2 separate regions of the Pan troglodytes genome follow, and region 2 is linked to region 1. The links are chromatin contacts, called in public Hi-C maps. All regions are on one chromosome and are shown on one strand. The core of a region is the stretch at or near the end of the contact, and the rest is flanking DNA. Distances in the headings are between cores, read along the strand shown. Region 1 holds the start of LIN7C (lin-7 homolog C, crumbs cell polarity complex component). Region 2 has its middle 45 kb from the start of BDNF.

What was found. A called contact is a pair of places that touch in the nucleus more often than the background predicts.
Region 2: a Hi-C map of induced pluripotent stem cells shows a contact between it and region 1, with 1.9 times the contacts expected there. The contact joins the enhancer-like site here to the promoter of LIN7C in region 1. A contact is called at or near these places in 2 of 7 Hi-C or Micro-C datasets (induced pluripotent stem cells and stem cell-derived neural progenitor cells) and 1 of 1 datasets of contacts at active chromatin or transcription factors (stem cell-derived excitatory neurons).

What each region holds. Positions count from the first base shown.
Region 1 is chr9:31,508,945-31,511,644 of NHGRI_mPanTro3-v2.0_pri, reverse strand. LIN7C (lin-7 homolog C, crumbs cell polarity complex component) reads left to right here and starts at 1,403. Exons shown (of 5, transcript XM_054661271.2): 1 at 1,403-1,488. The coding sequence starts at 1,452. It overlaps LOC104008451 (a long non-coding RNA gene), which reads right to left and starts at 1,383. Exons shown (of 7, transcript XR_008537824.2): 1 at 1,306-1,383.
Region 2 is chr9:31,704,650-31,707,349 of NHGRI_mPanTro3-v2.0_pri, reverse strand. No RefSeq gene overlaps it. Among named protein-coding and RNA genes, the nearest start is that of BDNF, 45 kb to the right of the region's middle. Within about 2 kb of position 1,394, at least 5 of the 24 cell types and tissues checked have an H3K27ac peak or open chromatin away from gene starts, as enhancers often do. A contact at or near this core is called in induced pluripotent stem cells and stem cell-derived neural progenitor cells, where this site is marked.

The DNA of each region.
Region 1 (2,700 bases), core at 154-2,653:
TTTGGAGCCTGGCACAGTGGCCCACGCCTGTAATCCCAGCACTTTGGGAGGCCAAAGCAGGAGGACTGCTTGAGCTCAGGAGTTTGAGACCAGCCTGGGCAACATAGCAAGACCCCCATCTCTACTAAAAATTTAAAAATTTGCCAGGCATGGTGGTGCTTGCCTGTAGTCCTCGCTACTGGCAAGGCTGAGACAGGAGGCTCTCTTGAGCTGTGATTGCACCACTGCACTCCAGTCTGGACAACAGAGAGAAACTCTGTCTCTAAAACAAACAAAAAGACTTGGAATCAGGAATAAATATGGTTGAAACTATACTATCTGGACTGAAGTGGTGGTTGCACTTAGAGGTAATGAGAAATGAAGTTAGTTGGATGAGTTAGGGTCAGAGTATGCAAGGCTTTAGAAATAGGAAACAGGAGAGAAACCATTGAAAGTTTCTGAACAGAACTTGTGATGATGAAATCACAATTCAAGGGGAGAAAAAGGAGCATAGTGGTGGCATCCATGATGGATTTGGAGAAGAAAATACTAAAGGTGAATGGAAAGGGTGGACCAGGGGCAAACAGGTTATTAAAACAGTCCCATCATGAAGTGTTGAAATGCTGGATGTAAACACACCTACCACAGTATCAGTACAGACTAAGGGCTTGGATAAATGTTATTCAAATCCAAATACTAAAATTCTTCTTGGTTCGCGAAAATTTCAGAAGTGGCTCAAAAATCTGTAATGCATTAAGAATATTATTTGCTTCACAATATTTCATTTACTTAAGATTTTATAAGAATCAGCTGCTTATAAAATTGTTACTTTGTGGAGCACCAAAGCACCTTGTTCTCTCCCTCACCCAGATATGTTTCATGCTGTTTGTACTTTCCACCCCTTAACAGATTTGGAGGGAAGATTCAAGCCGTGGATTTTTAAATTTAAAGCAATGCTGTCACAAATTGAGAACTGACAACATGCCATTACACATTTAATTGCCACCGAATCCCAGAGTTTAAAAATTGTAAGGACCTAAGAGATAGGACCTCTCGTTGTACAGATGCGGAAACTGAGGCTGGGAGAGGGTAAGTGAACAGTCCCAGGTCACAGAGCTGCTAATGGGCAAGGTGGGACTAGAATCCAGGCTTGACCCCTCTACGCGGAGCCAAGGGTTCGAAGCGATCGGGATAAGGGAAGCCTGAGGCAGGGAACGAGAGTCAGGAAAGCAGCTCTTCCCAACCCTAGGAGGCCGGGGGACCTCGTCACCGCGGAAGGAGCGGAGCCAGGCCGACCTAAAAAGCCGTAAGTCCAGGTACCCTTACCCTGATGGCCGCGGCGAAACACTCGGCCACCTTCCTGATCTCGCGATACTAGCCGGTACTCACTTTTCCGGCTTCCCCTAGGCCCCGCCCCTCCACCTCAGCCCTTCTGTCGTCATTTCCTGTGGGTCTGTAGGTTACGGGAGAAGATGGCGGCGCTAGGGGAACCCGTGCGGCTGGAGAGAGGTGAGTGCAGCCGAGGCTCGGCGGAGGTGGGCGGAAGGGTTGGGGGAGTGCTGTGTCTCTGGAGGGGAGGAGGAGTGACCCAGGCTCTGAGATCCGGAGCCAGGCTGTCCCTTGTGCCGGCGCCAGAGGCCGCCGTTGTCTCTGTGCCTGGCTCTAGGAAGGGCGCTTACGGTATTTTGTCTGTTAACCGTAAGCCCTCCTCTGTTCACACGGACTGTTCCAAGGCACAGCACAACTAAACACAACCTGCCCGCTTCGCAGACACACGCCGCACACGCGCTCCCTTGGTGAGCACAGCAGAAGCAGCATTCGGAGACCCGTACACCCGAAAAGCAAACGTCACACACCCGGTTCGCACAGACTACACTCATTGCCTGTACAGCACGAGAACGGACACACGGTACAATTCAACAGAACCTCCTTTCCCCGTTGTTTGCACACAAACTCCTTCATTACTTTCTCCACAACCTCGCTTGTATTCGGGTTGGGGTATTTGCTAGCTTTTGTGCCCCTCCTAGAAATGGAGAGGTTGCTTTAAAAACAATCCTACTGACTTGGTCTTGGGAAGGAGGTTACGTAAGTAAGCCGAATAGTGGTAGATGCTAAAACACTTGCAGGTGCAGTGTTTTTCATTTCTTACAAACCCTACAATTGCAAACTGGTTGGCTGATTGCTTCCTAGAGCAGACTGTCAAGGAAAATAAAACCACCTCTGCTGAGTAATTAGAGAAGCCTACGAAAATAACTGGCTATGCGCCTACCATGATTTCCAGCATTCCAGCGTTTCCAGTCCTTTTACAGATTTCCAGCATTCCACTCTGTCCCTAAGTCCTTTATTTCAAACAATTTCAAGCATGCTTTTCATACACCAGCATTAGAAATCATTGATAGGAATTGAGAAGTACAAATAAACATTTTGAGTACTGGTGGTAAAAAAAAAAATGTATATGTAGGATAGAGACTGAAATTATATTGCACATATTAACATTTGCAATTAGTCTAAATATTACTATTGTTCCCTAAGAAAACACATTTTTAGAATTACTGTACTTAGAAAAACCTCTTTCCTAATGCCTTCCCACAAACAAATGTGCACTTAATGTTGCTGATTTGCTCTTTACCGTGTTCACCATTTGGAAGCCTCACTGTAAATGAGATTCTTTCCGTTAAGCCTATTAAAGCATCATTTTAGAGGACTAGCTACTCTGGGAAG
Region 2 (2,700 bases), core at 145-2,644, 200 kb before region 1:
GAGTGTTTCTCAAAGTGTGACTTCAGATTGTCTGCATTCGAATTGCTTGTGGTATTTATTAAAATTATAACTCCTGGGCCCTGCCCCACCCCTACTAAATCACAATTTCAGGAGGAGGGACCTTCATTTTAACACTCACCCAGGTGATTTTTATGCTCCGAGGAGGTCCAGGGACTCCAAGTTAAGTACGGTACTGCTGTCTTATTCTTTATTCTAAATTTTAAGGTCTGCACAAATTGGTTGAACTAATGAGAAGAAAATTCAGCTTTAAAGCAGAAACACAGGTAGACGGTTGACAGAGTTCATCAAATGGATAATTGAAAATGTCCTCTGGACCTTAGCCATATAAGTTCTCTTCAAGGGTCTTGGCTACAGGCAAATGAGAACCCGAAAGGCTATTTGCTCTTTTGCTGCGGGAAGTGGTGGGGGTGGAGGGCGGGGGAGGATTAACTGAGCCAGTTCTGCCCCCACCCTCGAATCACCTACCCCCACTCTGGTTAAAGCAGAAGACTTTTTATTTATCTTGGCTGCCCTGGTTCGTTATTAAAAGGGTTAGCTTATACGTGTGTTTGCTGGGGCTGGAAGTGAAAACATCTGCAAAAGCATGCAATGCCCTGGAACGGAACTCTTCTAATAAAAGATGTATCATTTTAAATGCGCTGAATTTTGATTCTGGTAATTCGTGCACTAGAGTGTCTATTTCGAGGCAGCGGAGGTATCATATGACAGCGCACGTCAAGGCACCGTGGAGCCCTCTCGTGGACTCCCACCCACTTTCCCATTCACCGCGGAGAGGGCTGCTCTCGCTGCCGCTCCCCCCGGCGAACTAGCATGAAATCTCCCTGCCTCTGCCGAGATCAAATGGAGCTTCTCGCTGATGGGGTGCGAGTATTACCTCCGCCATGCAATTTCCACTATCAATAATTTAACTTCTTTGCTGCAGAACAGAAGGAGTACATACCGGGCACCAAAGACTCGCGCCCCCTCCCCCCTTTAATTAAGCGAAGGGAACGTGAAAAAATAATAGAGTGTGGGAGTTTTGGGGCCGAAGTCTTTCCCGGAGCAGCTGCCTTGATGGTTACTTTGACAAGTAGTGACTGAAAAGGTGGGTTTGTTTTCTTTCTTTCTCTTTCCGTTTTTCTGTTTGGTCGGCTAGAAAGCGTGTGGCTTTAGCGAGGTCTGTCATTGCCTGGGCTTCCTGGCTGGAACAAGTAACTTGGTGTAACGTTATCTGGGGGCGTTCATCAATAAAAAATGCTGTTATTATCTTGATTGAATTCCTATTAGGCAAACTCTAGAGAGGTCAGTGCGCGAACTCTGTTTAAGCCGGCGTGTTTAAGGCAGCAGAGTAAACCAATAGCCCCCATGCTCTGTGCGATTTCATTGTGTGCTCGCGTTCGCAAGCTCCGTAGTGCAGGAAGGTGCGGGAAGGTGTGTCTGTGGCCCGGGAAACGCACGCCCTCTCCCAGAGAACTTGGGTGCTGGGATGGGGAGGAAGGGGAGAGTTGAAAGCTAGGGGAGCGAGACCTCGGGGCATGCGATTCTCACTCGCTCCCTCCCGCCCCAGCGCCCACAGCCGGGGTTTCTGCAGAGGGCGCGGGACGCGGGGTTCCCCGGGGCTGAGGCTGGGGCTGGAACACCCCTCGAAGCCGCGGGCGTCCTGTCCAAGGCGCCCCAGGAGGGCGCAGGACTCGCAGGGCGATGTCGCGGGGCCCTAGGGGAGGAGGTGAGGACAGGCCCCGGGGGAGCGGGGAGTCCCGGGCGCCCCTCGGTTCCCCGCGCGAGGAAAAGACGCGGCGTTCCCTTTAAGCGGCCGCCCCGAACGGGTACCGGTAGCGCGGGCGAGCGGGGGGCGGGGGGGCGGCGCCGTTTGACCAATCGAAGCTCAACCGAAGAGCTAAATAATGTCTGACCCGGGCGCAAGGCGCAGCCTGGAGCTCCGGGTCCCCGCCGCTGCCGCCGCCGCGCCCGGGCGCACCCGCCCGCTCGCTGTCCCGCGCACCCCGTAGCGCCTCGGGCTCCCGGGCCGGACAGAGGAGCCAGCCCGGTGCGCCCCTCCACCTCCTGCTCGGGGGGCTTTAATGAGACACTTGAATGCAGCTGCCACGGCTGCTGTGGGGCCGGCGGGGAGGAGCACGGCGACGGGGACCGGGGCTGGGCGCTGGAGCCAGAATGGGAACCACGATGTGACTCCGCCGCCGGGGACCCTTGAGGTTTGTGTGGACCCCGAGGTAGGCAAGCGCCGGGAATGGGGCTTGGTGCAGGAGCTGCCCGTCCGCGGGAGAGAGTTGACTGGGGGATCCCCCACCCCAAAGTTGTGGGACGAGGCCAGTCTCCTTCTTTCCTCCCCTCCGGTAGAAGGGACGATTTGGAGTTACTCTTGGGGAGTTTTCTCCCCCATCCCACAACCCAGAAGGTCAGCCGGCACCAACAGGGAAAAAGGGACCCGGGGAAGTCACGAAGTAGAGGAGAGAAGGCCTGGAGGAGACCCAGAGCTGCGTGATGGGAGCAAAGACGGCGACCCGGGGATCCCTCGCAGCCCTCCCCCAGCCCAGGAGTAGTCGAGAGAGACTTAGGGGGCCAGAGCTGTCGCGGGTCCTGACTGAGGGGAGGGTGCTGGGGCTAGGCTAGGAATCCTTCCAGGGGGGTGGGTGGTCCCCGCGCCGACTTGCGGGGGGAGTGGGAGGGAAGCTTGCGCCT